Linked DNA regions of Pan troglodytes: all the other regions are linked to region 3. A link is a contact called in public HiChIP or PLAC-seq data. All regions are on one chromosome and are shown on one strand. The core of a region is the stretch at or near the end of the contact, and the rest is flanking DNA. Distances in the headings are between cores, read along the strand shown.

The links. HiChIP or PLAC-seq counts read pairs in DNA pulled down with a chosen protein or histone mark.
Region 1: a contact with region 3 is called in an H3K4me3 HiChIP or PLAC-seq map of stem cell-derived excitatory neurons, with 17 times the contacts expected there. The contact joins the promoter of BEST1 here to the promoter of FADS1 in region 3. A contact is called at or near these places in 1 of 7 Hi-C or Micro-C datasets (stem cell-derived neural progenitor cells) and 1 of 1 datasets of contacts at active chromatin or transcription factors (stem cell-derived excitatory neurons).
Region 2: a contact with region 3 is called in an H3K4me3 HiChIP or PLAC-seq map of stem cell-derived excitatory neurons, with 4 times the contacts expected there. The contact joins the promoter of LOC104001207 here to the promoter of FADS1 in region 3. A contact is called at or near these places in 1 of 7 Hi-C or Micro-C datasets (stem cell-derived neural progenitor cells) and 1 of 1 datasets of contacts at active chromatin or transcription factors (stem cell-derived excitatory neurons).

The regions. Positions count from the first base shown.
Region 1 is chr9:64,259,962-64,263,671 of NHGRI_mPanTro3-v2.0_pri, forward strand. BEST1 (bestrophin 1) reads left to right here and starts at 1,383. Exons shown (of 12, transcript XM_063782962.1): 1 at 1,383-1,549; 2 at 1,746-1,798. It overlaps RAB3IL1 (RAB3A interacting protein like 1), which reads right to left and starts at 1,327. Exons shown (of 9, transcript XM_054662338.2): 1 at 752-1,327. The coding sequence starts at 780.
Region 2 is chr9:64,280,789-64,284,422 of NHGRI_mPanTro3-v2.0_pri, forward strand. It overlaps LOC104001207, which reads left to right and starts at 1,601. Exons shown (of 3, transcript XM_009423374.5): 1 at 1,601-1,698; 2 at 1,840-1,990; 3 at 2,236-2,897. The coding sequence starts at 1,601. The coding sequence ends at 2,775. It overlaps FTH1 (ferritin heavy chain 1), which reads right to left and starts at 2,243. Exons shown (of 4, transcript XM_001140124.8): 1 at 1,489-2,243. The coding sequence starts at 1,602.
Region 3 is chr9:64,064,715-64,068,562 of NHGRI_mPanTro3-v2.0_pri, forward strand. It overlaps FADS1 (fatty acid desaturase 1), which reads right to left and starts at 2,553. Exons shown (of 12, transcript NM_001364483.1): 1 at 2,055-2,553. The coding sequence starts at 2,429. It also overlaps a transcript of FADS2 not described here.

The DNA of each region.
Region 1 (3,710 bases), core at 133-2,632, 190 kb after region 3:
AGTCTGGTAGCCCTAGCATGGGTGGAGAAGGCTGTAGCTGTGGAAGCCCAGCCAGTCTGCATCTGAGGCAGGGAAAGGCAGCTAAGGCAGCCTGCCATCAGCCCATTGACCTGACAGATAGGGGCCAATGTGGCTTACTCCTCATCTAGCCTACCCTTGTGCCGTCCTCCCCCACATCCATCCACCATGACAGATGGATGACCCTTCCTCTTCCCCAGGGGTTGTTTTGATGAGTAGATGACATTTCTAAAGAGCGCTTAGTGCACTGCCTGACACCTGGTAAGTGGTCAAGATGGGGAGAACTGATTGTTTCTACTATTCTTTCCCTCTCACAGTGGCCACCGCAGCGCTAAACACGGTCGGTCGGCATTCAGTGCTCGCCGTGGAAGCGAACCGCAGGAGCATCCTGGGGCAGCGGGGAGTTGCTGCACTCACCTAGACAGGCGGCCTACTGTGACTTCATGCAAGTCATTTTCCTTCTCTGTGCCTCAGTTTCTTTGTCTGCAAAACGAGCAGCTGGACGAGAAACTTACCATTCTTTCACAGCACGTCAAACTCAACATGCCCATTTGAGCTGAAGACACTGAGGCTACTCACTGGGTGTGAACCTTTGACGGCATCCAGGCCCTGCACAGTTGTCTAGGAGAAGCCTGACCCATGATGTCCTTTCTGATACCCACCTGCCACGAGCCCCAGTTCTGAGCTGGAGGGGTGGGGGTGGGTGGAAGGTGGAGAGTGGTCAGTGCCTCACCTGGCCAACTGCAGCCTGGCAGAGTCCATGGGGGACCTCGCAGCACAGTGGATCCTCTTGCCTCGTGTCTCTAGTTGGTCCAGCTCTGGTCTATTCCATGCTATTCCGTTGTCATGGGCAGGACTGGGTTTGATGAAGTTGGACCTAGGTGTATCCCAGCCTCTCCTGGTTTCTGTCGTCTTTCTGTGGTGCCCAGGGCTTATGTTTCTATCTCTTTGAATGTTGAGTTTACTCCACCCTTCAGGGATCAGGGCTGCCTGAGCTCAGGGTGGAGGTGCTGTTGTCTGTCTGGCTTCCGGGCCCTGGACTGGCAGTGTCCCCCAGCACCCCTGTCCAGCTATGCCAAGCCCCCTCCTTTTCTTTCTTGGCCTCTGCCCTATTTGTTCTGTGACTGGCCCAAGAGAGGGGTGTGGGCTGGCAGGTGTCCCACATAAAGCCTGGAGGCAGCATCCAGGCCTGGCTGACTTACCCCGGGGCCCCCTGCCTACTGCCCCCAGCCAAGCTGGGTCTCCTTCTTCCTGCCCAGCTGAGGCAGGGCCTAGAAGGGCACCGAGGCAGGCCCTCTGTGATGCTCCTGTTGCTATGGTAATTCTAGATGAGAAGGCCATAGCATTCTGTGTCTGGCACCCCCGCGCATCTCCCCAGCTCTGCCCTGCTGCCCCAAGAGATGGCTCTCTGCTGGGAAGCTCGAGAGCTTGGAATCTGCTGCAGTCAAAGTCTCTTCCATGCGGCCAGGCACAGTGGCTCATGCCTGCAATCCTAGCACTTTGGGAGGCCGAGGCGGGTAGATTACTTGAGGTCAGGAGTTCAAGACCAACCTGGCCAACATGGTGAAACCCCATCTCTACTAAAAATACAAAACTTAGCCGGAAATCACTTGAACCCAGGAGGCAGATGTTGCAGTGAGCCAAGATCATGCCACTGCACTCCAGCCTGGGTAACAAAGCGAGACTCCGTCTCAAAAAAAAAAAAAAAAAAAGTATCTTTCATGCAGGCCCCATCCTTTGGACCTCCCTTCAACCCCAAGAGAGACCACTACCCTAGCAGGTAAGACTCTATCTCTCAGAAACTGACCTTTACTGTAGAGCTGATAGTGGGAAAGGGCTCAGGATCCAAAATCAAAAGACCTAGATCCTAGTCTCAAGCCATTTATAGCTGTGTGACCTTGGACAAGGCAGGCCTTGAGCTTCAGTGTCCTCCTTTGTAAAATGTGGATAAACATGCGATACTGAATCATCCTTCAGGAATAGCTCTATGACTTTCCGTAGGTTGTTCCCCTGATGTGTAATGCTCTTCCATTCTTCTCCGCTCCATGAACTCCTACTCATGCTTCAAGACCCAACCGAAATGCCCCATTGTCTGTAAAAATTTCCCTGACCTCTGTGCACTTGGCACAGATCTTAGGCCTTGCCATTCTGTGTTAGAGTTGTTATTTAAGTGTTTCCAAATTTTTTGACTATGAATACGTACAGGCAGGAATCAGATTAGGCTCAGTTCTGGAAGGAGAAATGGTTTGGCGAATATTTTCTTTGCGGAACAGAAAGCAGAAGAGGGCGACCTTGACTGGGTTGGGTGCCATCTCTGCAGGGGTCAATCCTGGGACTCTTGTTCCAGGCACGGCTTGGGTCAATCAGCACTCATGACTTTGCTGTGTGCCTGAGCCGTGCCTGGCTAACTGGGGACATTTTCATAGCTGAGACCCAGTAGGAGAGACCATGACTTGTGCCAGGGTGTGCCTGTCTCAGCTCTGGGGCAGGGCCAGGAGCAGCTGCTCATGGGATGTCTCTGGGGACATGCTGGGGCCTCTGGGAGGGGAAGGGAGACTGGGCATGCACTGTCGATGGTCCTGGTGGTACTCCTGGGATATTGCCAAGGAGCCTGCGGTTGAGGGAACAGGGAGGAGGGACTCTAGTGTCTCCAACTCCCTCTCATGGCTCTATGGCTGCTGGTCGGGGTCAGGGAGATGAAGCAGTGCCAGCTCCGTGGTCTACGCTGATCCTGACCAGTGAACCAGGCTTCCCCAGCCAGAGCCAGCTAGTCAAGCACGCTCTCTAGTGGCCACCACAGGGAAGGCAAGAACTTGTCTCCACAAAGGCAGGATTTTCATTTATTCCTTCAGAGAGTACAGAATGAGCATCAATGTTCCAGGCATGGTGCCAGGCATGTGTGTTAACTTTAGTTAAAACATACTTATTGGCTGAGTGTGGCGGCTCACTCCTGTAATCCCACCACTTTGGGAGGCCTAGGTGGGAGGACTGCTTGAACTTAGAGCTCAAGACCAGCCTGGGTAATGTAGTGAGACCCTATCTCTATAAAAAACAAAAATAGCTGGGTGTGGTGGTGTGCGTCTGTAGTCCCAGCGACTTGGGAGGCTGAGATGGGAGGATTGCTTGAGCCTGGGAAGTGGAGGTTGCAATGAGCCAAAATCACACCCATTGCACTCCAGCCTGGGTGACCTTGTCTCAAAAATATACTTATATATTTACTTATATATTTATATGTATAAATATATGTGTACATACAAATAAATATATTTGTAATATTATAGACATATTAATACGTATTTACATATGTTAATATATAAATATATATAATATATATTTGTTTATCATCTTCTAAATGGAAAACTCTCTCTTGAGTTTCAGGATGTGTTGGTTGGGAAGGGAATACAGGATAGGGAAATAATCCATTAAGCAATGACTCAGCACAGGCCATAAAATCAGAATCACCTGGAGAACTTGAACAATCCCAACACCTGGGGTCCATCCAGACCAATCAAATCAGAATTCGTAGGGGTCAGGCACAGGCACCATTGGTTTGGAGAGTTGACGGACACATGTCCCATCCATCATTCTCATTCAGCTGCCAAGGTAGGCATCGTTGTCCCATCTTGCATATGAGGAGACTGAGGCTGAAGTGAACCTGCTTCTTTCCCCATATCAGTTGAGGACAGCGATGG
Region 2 (3,634 bases), core at 351-2,850, 220 kb after region 3:
ACAGCCAGTGTCAGAATTCATTGTCTGATGAGAGGGCGCTGGAGTACTGACCCTGCACTTAGTCCTTTTCTCCTCCCTGCTCCTGTATTAACCATGTTAAAGCAAGGTTAAAACTGAGCTCAGGAGTCTGCCAGCTGTACCACATATTTATTTATAAAATTAAAAACCCCTGCTGGGTGCGGTGGCTCAGCCTGTAATCCCAGCACTTTGGGAGGCCGAGGCAGGCGGATCACGAGGTCAGCAGATCGAGACCATCCTGGTCAACATGGTGAAACCCCGTCTCTACTAAAAATAAAAAAAAATAGCTGGGCGTGGTGGCGTGCGCCTGTAATTCCAGCTACTCAGGAGCCTGAGGTAAGAGAATCACTTGAACCCAGGAGGCGGAGGCTGCAGTGAGCCGAGATCGCGCCACTGCACTCCAGCCTGGGTGACAGAGCGAGACTCTGTCTCTCACACACACACACAAATTAAAAACCCCCATGCAAGGTGGCAAATGTGGACAGTATGTTGATGTAAACATACTTTTATAATAGTTATATCACAAAAATTTGATTTTCAGTTGTAGACATTTGATGTAGTCAAGTGTTTGTGAAAGGCAGTGACAGTCACAGAAATACAGGCCTGTTTTCAAATCCATTTGGAACACATTTATTCTTGGGATAGTTTGGACAATCACAAGGCAATTCTAAGGAAGACTCCCACGACACTGCCTAAGACCAAGATTTGGGAAAATTGATTCCACTGATCACTGAAAAATTTCTTGCCCAGTAACTGTCGGTGGACTTTATCCAAGAACTGGGGGTTCAATTAGTAGGCCAAACTCCACACCTCTTACGGTAAGATACATAAAAGATAAATTAAGTTCCCTAGGCGCAAGGTCAGGTGACACTTCGGTGACTGCAGAAGGGGCGATTCCTAGAGATATGCTTCAAAGCAAGTGGGACTTAGAGATAAGCAGAGCCGAGAGGTGGATACGGCTGCTCGAGAGGGATCTACCCACAAGATAAGCCACCTCCCGCCAGCCCCCAAGGTTTGCTATTCGACACCGTTACCCAGCAGCTCCGCCACACACAGGCGGACGGGAGCTGGATACCTAAGCAAAAAACGCTGGCATTTAGGGCCAAATGCCGGAGGCAGAGGAAAAGATGGGAGAGCAAAACTCCACCTTCCTAACCGCAGGATTGATCACACAGGCTGGCAGTCTTGCAACCCCAGGATTTCAGGACACCAAGCTCTCCTTAAAAAAGAAGGGTGTGCAGAGGCGGCCCTGGCCTAGGAGGGAGCATTCTCAGGGTACAGCCGAGAAGAACCAGCTGCCCCGACTTTCTGCGCCAGAGAAGTCCTCGGAAACCTCGAGCAGCCTCCATTTTCCAGAAGGGCGCAGGGAGGCGGGGGAGCCCGCGGGTGGCCACACCCCCGGCCCGCCCCAGCGCGCGCCCCGGGAACCGCGCCCGGCCCCCGCCACCGCTTAGGCCCGCCCGCGCTCACCATGGACAGGTAAACGTAGGAGGCGTAGAGCTCCAGGTTGATCTGGCGGTTGATGGCGGCCTCTGAGTCCTGGTGGTAGTTCTGGCGCACCTGCGAGGTGGACGCGGTCGTCATGGCGGCGACTAAGGAGAGGCGGCGGCGGCGGCGGTGGCTGCGCGGCGCTGGAGCGGCGGCGGGGGCCTTGGGGCAGTCCGAGGGTGCGGTGAAGAGGTGACGGAGGGCTGGCTGTGGGCGGCCGGCCGGGGTGGGGGACGAGCGCCGGGTTCCGTCCAAGCACTGTTGAAGCAGGAAACCCCGACGACTCTCGGCGAAGAACGTCTGGCCCTGCGGGTCGCTTTTGGTCTCTTATAGCCGCGTCGGCGTCAGGCCCGCCCCGGCCAATCAGCGCTGCCCGCCCCGAGCCCGCTCCTTCCGGTGGGCGCGGGACCCCGCCCCTGCTGTGGGGGAGGGGCGGCCGCTGGAGGCCCTCGCGCGCTCTGGCGGAGCTCGGGAGCGGGGACCGGTAGCCGACTGCCTCTGGGACAGCGGTGGCGTCTCTGTGCCCGTTTAGTGGAGTTGGAGGGAAGCTGCGAGGAGGCGCAGGAAGTCCACCTCAGAACCCCCCCCCCCCCGGTCTAGGGGCGCCCGGGCGTTGGAACCGGCGGGGGAAGGGTGCGGGGGCGCATGGGGTGATCCTGATTCGGCTCCCATTTTCCCGAACGGGCACCCTGAGGCTCCTGGCCCGGGGCATGGTGTTAAAAATCATAGCTGCGGAGAAGCCCTTGTGACACCTTGCTGCAGATTGGGAAGCTGCAGATTGGGAAGGTGGAAGGTGGAGACGCGGTCCTTAGGTGGTCGAGCGCATTTTCTCTTCCTCAGAGTCCAGGAAGGAGCGCGATGGAGAAGTGGGGCGCACGGCGGGTTTCGGGTCCGCCCCTGCCCTTCCGACTCCTCCGACCACGTCTGCCTTTGGCTGAAAGCAAATATGGCTCCGTGTGCAGTTTCTGCAACAAAGGCTGGGCGGGCCGGGTTTCCCTAGGGATGGGGACCGCCTCCCCGGGGAGTCGTGGGGGTGAGCCACCGGGGCCTCCGAGAGAATCGCTGGTGTCGCTTCGCACCCAAGGGACACATCTCGGGTTAGAAAGGAGAAACGACGTGGATCTAAAGGCGAAGCCCATGCTGAGGACTTTTCAAAATGGCCTCTTATCGGCCCCACTCACAGGAGCTTCAGGCTTCGGTGGCCCTGTAGGACAACCCTGGGGTGTCATTGGAGAGAAGCTGACGGGGTTAATGGCGGGTGACAGGTGAAAGAGACCCCGGAGGGGTGGGGCCAGTGTGTGTGGCTTGCAGCTGAGTCCCAGGCACAGGGTGGATGTGAATTTATGGGTGGCAGAGCTAGAGCTAGGCCCTAACCTTACCTAGGTCCTGGCTTCGAGGTCCACTGTTCTGTCGCGTCTTTTGACGCATCGGTGGAAGAACTGAATTTCAGGATGCTCACAAACCTGCAGCTGGAAGCTAGACTTCCAAACCTTAGTTTAAAAAAGCAACTCTCCTGAAATACTAAAATAAATTGCCGACGGAATTAGGGTGATTTCTTTTTCACGGTTTCATTTAAAAATGCACCTATGTTATTTGCAGGAAAAACGTTTTAGTGGTGCTAGAGCTACAAGAATAAGGTAAACAGAAGGATGCTGCTAGACCAGGAGAGTACCTTACCCAGTCTGGGATAGGAGGAGGTCGGGGAAGCCCTCCCTAAGCAAGACACGTGAGCTGAGTTTGAAGAAAAAGTTAAAAGGAAGGTGAAGTGCGGGAGAGAAACAGGGAAGGGAATTTGGAGCAGAGTGAACAGCATATGCAAAGGTGTGGCAATGTGGAAATGCATGGCCTGTTAAAGCTGCCTTAAGAAAATATGTTGCCTGGGGCTGGGCGCGGTGGCTCATGCCTGTAATCCCAGCATTTTGGGAGGCCGAGGCGGGCGGATCACTTGAGGTCGGAGTTGGAGATCAGCCTGGCTAACTAACAAGGCTAAACCCTTCTCTACTGAAAATACAAAAATTAGCCGGGTGTGGTGGCATGCGCCTGTAATCCTAGCTACTCTGGAGGCTGAGGCAGGAGAATCGCTTGAACCTGGGAGGCGGAGGTTGCAGTGAGCCGAGATCGCGCCTTT
Region 3 (3,848 bases), core at 1,303-3,802:
CAAGAATGGAGCCGTGGACCTTCCCGCTGTTATAGCTCTTAAAGGAATAACACTCTTTGCAGACCCAAAGAATGAGCAGCAGCAAGATTTAGTGTGACGAGCAAAAGAACAATGCTTCCACAGCCTGTAAGGGAACTGGAGCGGGTTGCAGCAGTTGGCTGGGGTGGCCAGCTTTTATTGTCTTAGTTGTCCCTGCCCACGTCCTGCTGATTGGCTCATTTTACAAACCTCTAGCTAGCTACAGAGCGCCAATTGGTGCGTTTTTACAGAGCACTGATTGGTGCATTTTACAAACCTCTAGATACAGAAAAGTTCTCTAGGTCCCCACTCGACCCATCAACTCCAGCTGGCTTCACCTCTCAGGGCTATGAGACTTCCGTCCCTTCTTGCGGGTCTTTCAATAAGTCCCTTTCCTCTCTTAGCTAGGGTTCTCCAAAAACCACGAAGAGGAAGACTTCCCTACGTCCGAACTGGGGCACTTCTGCGTTTCTTCCCTTTCCCTCCACCGTTGTTCTGGGTAGGGCTCCACATTTCCCTAAGCACTCTGGCCACCCCCTGCCCCAAGGCAGCTACTTTGGGTTGTGCAAGGTAAGGTCCACGGCGATAAGATTCACGTTCGCAGGTCCGGCAGCCCCGGGCCCTGTAAGTGATGCGGCGTGTGGGGCGGGGGCCGGGGCGGAGCCGGCGGCCGGTGGCACCACACATACGGACCAATCGCCGTCCCCGCCGCGGCATCCCCGGCCCCAAATCACACTGCGGGAAGCCCCAGCGTTGGTGCCTGTTTCGTCTGCGCATGCGCCGGGACACGCCTGCGCCCTTGGCCGCAGTCAGGGCTCCCGAGTGGTCACTCTGGTTGACCCGCGCAAGCTCTGGCCTCGCCCACTAGGCTGGTCGCGTCAGAGGGTGAGGCGGGTCTTCGCCCCGCAGCGTCTAAGCTCTGCTGCGACGTTATGGGAACCTGGTGACCCGCGGCACACTCTGGGACGCCAGGGTAGTGGATAGGGACAGTGGAGGGCATCACGCTGCAGGGCACGGGATCAGAGGGGGATGCAAGGGGAGGGGATGCCATTCTGGCCGCCAAGGGGGAAACGCGGTGAAGGGAACGCCCCGACTTTCGAGTCCCTAGGGCTGAGTCCCCAGGACTCCAACCCAGCAGAGAGGCGCCGGGGCCTTAGCTCTGAGGGCTGTGGTCTAGAAAGGGAAGCAGCAGGCCTGGGGCTGGGGCGCGCCCCGACCCCGCAGTGAGACCAACGGAAGAAGGGACAGGACCCCGCGAAGGGCCTACCGCCCCAGAGCGTAAACAGCGGTCCGCTCCGCGGAATAGCTGAAGACCTCGCTGGCCTGCGGCTCAGTGGCCTCCCCGGCGATTCGAGAACAGCTCTGGGGGTCCTCGCTAAGTGTATGCCATTCCCAATCCCTTATGTACGCCAGCGGCCGCTTGCCCTCCCCGGCCAGCGCTGTCCCTTCCGCGTCCTCCAGTCTTCACACGACGCAGGGGTCCCCAAGGCAGCGGTCTCCCCAAGCTTCCCGTTTCAGCCCCATCCTCGAGAATGGGCTCCTTTCCTGCTCCCTCTCCGCTCCTGCTGGCGAGTGGAGACCGGCACCTAGGTCCAGACGCGGCTGCGCTGCCTCTCCTAGCCATCGAGACAGGATGTGACTCCCTCCCCTGGCCACTGACCCCCTCCCTCCCCAGGCGGCCTGCATCCTTGCTCTCCTCCCTCCTAGCCTACCCAGCTCGGGGTCCTGTCCCCGCCCAGAGACCTGAGGCTCGGGGCTGCAGATGGAATGCACGGCAGGGAGGCGGGGCCCTTTGTTTTTGTGTGCGTGTTGTTGGCCTCCATCCCCACTCCCCAGACTCCACTTCTCCAGGCCTCTCTCCCGCCTTTTCATCCCGCATCCGCAGGACACCCAATCACCGGGCAACAGGTATGATCAGGCGCCTCCGGGCTTTCCTCCGAATTAGTCGGTGTTTGGCTCGGAGTGCGTAACTCTGTCTCCCCTGCACTCAGCCTCCGGTCCCGCCCTCTCCTGTGCCCCCGCCTGGCTGCGCTCACCGTGGCATCCTGCCCGGCGTAGTGGCTGATGACCCGGGAGCCCCCTGGATGCCGGCGGGTGAACTCGCTGATGTTGTACACCTTACGGTCGATCACTAGCCACCGCTCCTCGCACCCTGAGCGCTGGGCCACCTCGTCCCAGGTGAAGTAGCGCGGGGTAGGTCCCTGAGCCGCGGTCTCGGCGGCCACCGGGTCGGGGGCCATAGCTGGCCTGGCGACGCCGCGCGCCGGCCCAGCAGGGGCTGTCAGGCGCGTGCTCGGGGTCCGCGGGCTCCAGGAGTGGATTTGCTGGCGCGCGCCCAGAGCCAGCCGCCTAAGCGCCGGGTTTTCAGCACCGCAGGGCAGACCGGCGGGCCTCGCAGCGCGCGTTCCCATTGGCCGAGCCTCGTGGCGCGGGGAGCGAGACCCCGCCCCCCAGCGGGTCTTGGGCAACTCACAGCTGGGCTGCCAACACGCGCCCCCTCGCGGGCTCCCTAAAGGCGTCGCCGCCGGATTCGACTTCCTGACGTCAGGCGGGCGTCGCGGCGTTGGCTCCCAGGGGGCGCCGCGGTAGGAATAGCGGTTCTAGTGCAGGCCCTGGGTGGGGGGCCGCGCTCCAGGAGTGGATGGACTGAGGGGCCAGGGCTGCGGGGTGGCCGCAGGAAGGGTGGGCGGGGCCGGGGTTGAGGCTTTTCCGTGCACGAGGCTGCCCGGGCGGTCGCGGACATCATCTTTAGGCTGTGGATGCCTTGGCCGGGGTCTCCAGACGCTGACCCTCCAGGGTTGGAAACTACTGCCTGCTCGCCACGTCGTGCCGCCAATTGTGCTGCCCGAAGTAGCAGCCTGAGAGCCCTTGAAAGTTGCAGTTATCTTGTGAACAGCATATTTACGGTCTCTTGGGCTTGGTGGTGGTTGGGGGAGGGCTGTTAATGCTTTAATTTGTTCAATGAAACATTTAAAATGCCCCACAATTTTTATAACCCTGTTTGCCTCTTTTTGTTTTTATTTTTATTGTATTTTGGAAAAATTCACTGGGATCCTTGAGTGATGATCCTAGCGTCTCCTGACCCTTAGGTGTTTCACCTGAAAAGCCTGGGTCTTCAAGCTGAGGCATTTCTGTTCTAGCCTGGAGGCGCCTGGGAGCCCTGGGAGACTTTTTAAGCAGAGAGATTTGGCATTTAGATCTCTGGGTTTTAGAGGAGTGGGAACGCACCTAAAAGTGGGGTTGCCAGTTACAAAGCTGTTGCAGTCCTGAAGAGACCCAGAGTTTAGGTCCAAAATTTTATTTATTCAACAAACACTTTATAAAGCACTTACTGTGTGCCAGGCACTGTTCTTAGCGTTTTGCAAACCTTAACTCATTTAATTCTCCTAACAACCCTATGAGGTTGGAACAATTAACCTAATTTACAGTGAAGAAACTGAGCCCGGGGGAGGTTATTTTGTCACACAGCTTGTAAGTGGAGGGCTGAGATTTGACCCTGGCCTGTGCTCTGAACTCTCAGGCTCTGCCATATTTCTCATTACACTGGTATTTGGGCACTTCAAAGAGAAAGGAAACATAACTGTCCCAAGCACTGAGCTAGATTCTGAGCACGTAGGAGTCAGGAGAGGGTGATACAGAATAGACTAGGTGAAATATGGCTAGATTTCTGGTAGAAAAGGATTAATTCATTCCATCCAAATTCTTCATTTTATAGATAAGAAAATTGAGGTTCGAATGGGGAAGGGACTTACCAAGTTCCCATAGGGAAGTTTAGATGTCCTGACTTCCAGGTAAGATGCCAGGCTATTGGACCCTGCTCAGGAATGATG